Regions from separate parts of the Ovis aries genome. Here region 1 is linked to region 2. The links are chromatin contacts, called in public Hi-C maps. All regions are on one chromosome and are shown on one strand. Each heading gives the region's core, a stretch centred on a gene start, on an enhancer-like site or on the middle of the called end of the contact. The rest is flanking DNA. Distances are from core to core; before and after follow the strand shown.

Evidence for each region. Hi-C and Micro-C count contacts between places; a contact is called where the count stands out from the background.
Region 1: a Hi-C map of liver shows a contact between it and region 2, with 6 times the contacts expected there. The contact joins two enhancer-like sites. A contact is called at or near these places in 12 of 16 Hi-C or Micro-C datasets (blood, hypothalamus, liver and 5 more).

What each region holds. Positions count from the first base shown.
Region 1 is chr2:9,056,427-9,059,231 of ARS-UI_Ramb_v3.0, reverse strand. No RefSeq gene overlaps it. Among named protein-coding and RNA genes, the nearest start is that of TNFSF15, 71 kb to the right of the region's middle. Within about 2 kb of position 1,486, at least 4 of the 54 cell types and tissues checked have an H3K27ac peak or open chromatin away from gene starts, as enhancers often do. A contact at or near this core is called in liver, where this site is marked.
Region 2 is chr2:8,773,928-8,776,918 of ARS-UI_Ramb_v3.0, reverse strand. The region is part of intron 2 of LOC121818580 (a long non-coding RNA gene); the gene reads left to right. Among named protein-coding and RNA genes, the nearest start is that of TNFSF8, 81 kb to the left of the region's middle. Within about 2 kb of position 1,303, at least 2 of the 54 cell types and tissues checked have an H3K27ac peak or open chromatin away from gene starts, as enhancers often do. A contact at or near this core is called in liver, where this site is marked.

The DNA.
Region 1 (2,805 bases), core at 237-2,736, 280 kb before region 2:
GTCATTCAAAGACCCACTTGCTCTCTCTGGGAACAGAGCTCTGGGGGCTTATTTGAGCCCTGTCTTCAACAAAGTCTTCAGATCCCAAAGGGATTTAGAGGTTAAAAAAACAAAGAGAGAGAGAGACTTCTAAGAATTGCCTTCAATGGAATGCTTCTCCATGGCAAAGATCCAACACGGCCTGCATATTTTTAGCATTTATTAAGATGGCTAATTGGGCACCATTAGAACACTGGGAGAAATATCAATAACGTCAGAAATGCAGATGACACCAACGTTAAGGCAGAAAGTGAAGAAGAACTAAAGGGCCTCTTGATGAAAGTGAAAGAGAAGAGTGAAAAAGTTGGCTTTAGGACTCAGCTTTCAGAAAACTAAGATCATGGCATCCGGTCCCATCATTACATGGCAAATGGATGGGGAAACAGTGGAAACAGTGGCTGACTTTATTTTTCTGGGCTCCAAAATCACTGCAGATGGTGATTGCAGCCATGAAATTAAAAGACGCTTACTTCTTGGAAGGAAAGTTATGACCAACCTAGACAGCATATTAAAAAGCAGAGACATTACTTTGTCAACAAAGGTCCGTCTAGTCAAGGCTTGACTGTGGTTTTTCCAGTGGTCATGTATGGATGTAAGAGTTGGACTATAAAGAAAGCTGAGTGCTGAAGAATTGATGCTTTTGAACTGTGATGTTGGAGAAGACTCTTGAGAGTCCCTTGGACTGCAAGGAGATCCACCCAGTCCATCCTAAAGGAGATCAGTCCTGGGTGTTCATGGGAAGGACTGATGCTGAAGCTGAAAGTCCAATACTTTGGCCACCAGATGGGAAGAGCTGACTGGAAAAGACCCTGATGCTGGGAAAGATTGAGGGCAGGAGGAGAAGGGATGACAGAGGATGAGATGGCTGGATGGTATCATCCACTTGATGGACATGGGTTTGAGTGAACTCCGGTAGTTGGTGACGCACAGGGAGGCCTGGTGTGCTGCGGTTCATGGGGACCCAAAGAGTCGGACACGACTGAGTGACTGAACTGAACTGAACTGAAGAATGTGGGGACTTATATGAGTCAGACTTAGGCTGGCAGTTGTGTTAAGGTGAAGGTAATTTGTGTTTAATTTCTTTGGACTGTTCAATCTTCATAGATAACCACCTATGGGAGAGATTGGTCTGGAAAAAAAAAAGGTTTCTGTAGTTCCTGGAGAAGTTAGACATTCTGTTGTTCTTTTCTCTTAGAATTACCCAGTCATGCTTGAGAATATTTTCTAAGTTTCTAAGAAGTTGCCATAGCTATAGCTTGGTCTGTTTGTACTGAAATCAAAACATTGACATGGTAGGTTTTAAAAAGAAGTGACAACTTTTGGACAATAAAACTGGGTGGGGAAATTACCCAATCTTGGGCAGAGTTCAACTAAAGTGCTACTTGCTGACAACATCGTTGAGCTGTGCCGAGAGTTCAAGGTCATGCGGACCCTGACCACTCAGGGTTTCTGTGTTTCTGTCAGAGAGAATGTTCTCGCTTTGAATGTGCATTAGGGGCTGGGGCCTGGCCCTGGCTCTGAGCTTTGTTCTTGGTAAGACCTCAGGAAAGGAATTTTTCCTCTCGGAATTTTATTATTGTCCCATATTTAAATGGGCATGTTAGATTCAGTGGTCTCAAAGATCCCTTTCACTTCTGGAATTTTAGGATTCGGTGAGTTCTGTTTTTGTAGCTTTGTCGCCCATTTGAAAACCATATCCTTTCCATTTAAATCCACCAGAGGGCGATATGACCCATGTTTTGGCCCTGCAGCCCCTCCTCCCACCCCCGCCTCCCCCTCCCCCAGTCTGAGAGACCTGATCGCGAAGATCCAGTGCCTGCCTTTTGTGGGAGAGAGATGGGAAAGGACACTATTTAAGTTGTTCCTTAGAGCTACAGTTAGACAAGGGATCTTCATATCTACTGCTCTTTTGATCTCACATCAGTTCCCTGTGCCAGATGCTGTCCTCCCATTTCGCAGGCTGGGGAACCCAGGCTCACAGTAGTGAAACGATGGGTCTCAGGCTACTTGGATTTCCAGTGGTGGCCTCGGACCTCATCTCCTCCTCCCCACTCATTCCTTTGGTCATCTTTCACTGGGCTTCAACAGACTGCCTCTGTTTCTAACGGGTTTATGAAAGGACAATTTACACAGGTATTGACTAGGGCAGAGTTTGAATCTGTATTCGATAGAATTGGGATAGGAGCTGAACAGCATGTAGACCAGAGCTTCTTTTCAATAAAGCTCTCCTTTGGAGATTTTGGGCTTCCCTGGCGGCTCAGCTGGTAAAGGATCTGCCTGCAATGAGGGAGACCCGGGTTTGATCCCTGGGTTGGGAAGATCCCCTGGAGAAGGGAAAGGCTACCCACTCCAGTGTTCTGACCTAGAAGATTTCATGGACTCTATAGTCCACGGGGTCACGAAGAGTCGGACACAACTGAGCGGCTCTCACTTTCTCTTTTCACTTTGGAGATTTAGACTAAAACTAGCAGCCAACAGGAGCTCTCGTGGTCCTGGTTCTAAGTTGTAGATGGCAGAATCTACTCGGGCTCATTTAAGTAGCAAAGGAATTTTTGAAAGGGTTTTAGGAAACTCTCAGACTCTCCAGGAGCGCTGAGAACAGGAATCTGAAATGTATGAAGCCAGAATCCTGACCAGTCCCACTGTGGGGGCTTTTCTAGGAAAAAACCAACTGCCACCACTGCTTGGCGCTTATGGTGTTTGGGGCTGGGTCCCACTGCGGGGATTACCACTGACTGAGCTGCTTCTATGTGCAGGGCATATACC
Region 2 (2,991 bases), core at 54-2,553:
CTGAGGCTGAGCCTGAGAGGAGAGCTCTGCAGCTGGTCCCGGGATGCAGGCGTGAGGGCGTGGGCAGGATGTGGCAGGGAGGACCAGCGCGGGCTCTGGTCTGCAGTTCTTGCGCTGGGCAGCTGTGGCTCTATCCCACCAGGGCTCCTGTGAGAAGCCTTGCCAGTCACGCCTCCAAATTGTCCCGGGGAAGGAGAGGTTGTAGCGCTCTCTTAATCCCGCTTGGGATGTCAGAGCTTCTCAGGGCAGTCCCACTTCCCACTTTGGAAACATCCCTGAGTTAGACCCCAGGAGGCTTCCCAGGTTCTGAAGAAAGCCCTGAGGCAGAGGGTGGGGAGACTTAGAGGCACGTGCTTGAGGGACAGCAGCCCACTGCAGCCACCCTGATAGCCGGAGGATGTCGGATACAGGCAGAGTCTGCGGGAGCAGCTCGGCAAGCTGCTTCTCACTCGGGGCCTTCCACTCCGCCCATGACCTGCTCACTCTATGGCCTAGGTTCAAAAGTCACCTTCTCGAAAGGGGCTTTCCTTGCATTCTATCTGAAGGTGTGATTACTCCACTCCCCATTTTCCCTCCCAGACCCTTCTCTGGCAGACTGGCCAGTGGAGCTGAAAACCTACTAGCCTAGATAGGTCGTCTGGGTGTTGGGACAGGTTCACACAAGACCTGCACCAGGCTTGGGTTGGGGTGGTTACAAAAGCACATGTGGGCTAAATCCCTTCAGTCGTGTCTGACTCTTTGCGACCCTCTGAACTGTAACCCACCAGGCTCCTCCACCCATGGGGTTTTCCCGGCAAGACTACTGGAGCGGGTTGCTGTGCCCTCTTCCAGGGGATCTTCCTGATGCAGGGACTGAAACCATGCCTCTTATGTCTCCTGCATTTGCAGATGGGTTCTTTACCACTAGCAGCACTGCCTGGGAAGCCCTCTTTACAGAAGTGTGTGCGTGTGCTAAGTTGCTTCAGTCGCGTCCAACTCTTTGCGACCCTATGGATTGTAGCCCACCAGGCTCCTCTGCCCATGGGATACTGGAGTGGGTTGCCATTTCCTTCTTCATCTTTACAGAAAACTAGGGGTCAAATGTCAGTGCTGGTCCAGGGAGAAGGTGCCAACGGAGTGCTAAAGCTTTGATTGACTGCCAGATATTGGGGTAGGAAATGTCAGAGTCAGGAACGCAGGCGAGGCAAGCACCTAGCAAAAACTAACCAGGCAGGAGGAAGTGGGAACTCAGGAGGAGACTGAAGGTCCGGTGTTATTTCCACAGACAGTGCCAGGCGGGCAGGAGTCTCTTGGGGAAGGACAAGACGTACTTCTAGTTCTGCTTTGTCATTTGAAGGGCACTTTCCCATCTCTGGGTTTGTCTGCCTCAATGTAACCACACCAGTGATGTCATTCAAGGTTGGGAGAAGTGACGACTTATGTACACACCTCAGTGAAGACACATTTCTATCCTGTAGGTCATTTTGAAATTCTGAAGGTAATCGGATTTTAAGACAGGAAAGAGTCTCTTTTTGAGTCTTGGTCCAAAGGGGAAGTGGCCTGAAGTGGCCCCTAGAATTCTGTAATGCAGAAGAGCAGGACCCTGCCATCTAGTGACCATAGATTTCCAAGCCCCAGATGAGAGCGGTCAGTGCTCTGTAGGCCAGCTCAGGTGTTCCTTTCTCAAGGACCTCGAGATCCCTGTCTCAATACCCCACGCTGGGAGACAGGCCTCAAGTCAGGAAGAGCCTGCAGAATAATGTGTCGGCCTGGGAGACAGAGAAAACAGTAGGTCGCGGGCCCTTATGTGTGCGGACTTTCTTCCCTTCTGACTCAGTTACAACCAGCAACCTCTTTCGTTGTTTGTACAGCTGGGTTCTGCAGTTCCTCAGAGTAAGCTTGAGTGGTAGGGGAAAGACGTTCTTCTTTACCCTTAAAACCAGGGTCTACAGTATGGGCCGGCTCCCTGGCCAGCCTTGGCAGTGTATCAAGGGTCCAGCTGACCTTTGAACAACAGGAGTTTGAACTGTTCACCTCCTGTATACAGGGATTTTTTTTCCAATAAATATGTGCTGCTGGATCCGTGGTTGGCTGAATCTGGGAATGTGGAAATGTAGATACAGAGGGCAGCCATCGTCATGATTCCTGGGTGATGAGGTTCTAAGTTAAAGTGTTCCATTTTAATCCTAATTGCTTTAAGGAAACCACCGCCTCAAGAGTGTGGTTTTGAAGTTACCTAGTGTTTCTGTATCTCAGTTTCCTCCTCTGGATAATGGACATACTGGCGTTATTTATCTCCTAGGGTTTGTGTGTGTGTGTGAAAGTCACACATGTTTCTGCCCGAGAAGCACTTACAGTAGTACTTGGCATATATCCAGAGCTGTTTCAAGTGTTCGATGATATTATTTTTGGCATCATCACTCATTTAAAGACGGTGAATTTGAGGGAGAGAAATCAGGTATTATTTTCAAACTAGAGAAGCCCATGTTGGGAGCTGGGGTGCGCTTTTTTGTTTTAGTTATCTTCTGTCTTACTTTTCTGCAGAGAGATTTGTGGGGGTTTATACTTCCCCGGTGGCTCCATTGGTAAAGAATCTGCCTGCTGTGCAGGACCCCTAGGTTCAATCCCTAGCTTGGGAAGATCCCTTGGAGAGGGAAATAGCAACCCACTCCAGTATTCTTGCCTGGGAAATCCCATGGACGGGGGAGCCTGACAGGTTACAGTCCATGGGGGTCGCAAGAGTCGGACACAACTTAGCAACTAAGCCTGCCTACCTATGGGTTAAACAGAAGCAAAATTGAGTCACTGGGAAGCGAAAGGAAACAGGAAGGATCTAGAAGGAGTAGATTATGCTTCAGACCTGAGCGGTGACGATTTGAATAGTGGCCAATGAACTTGCCTTTAATTTACTCGCAGTTTAGACAGTGAGGGAACATGCCAGATGACATGTGTTTCCCTTCCTGATCACAACCTCCAGTACACATTCATTTGCAGAAATGAACTCATTGGGGG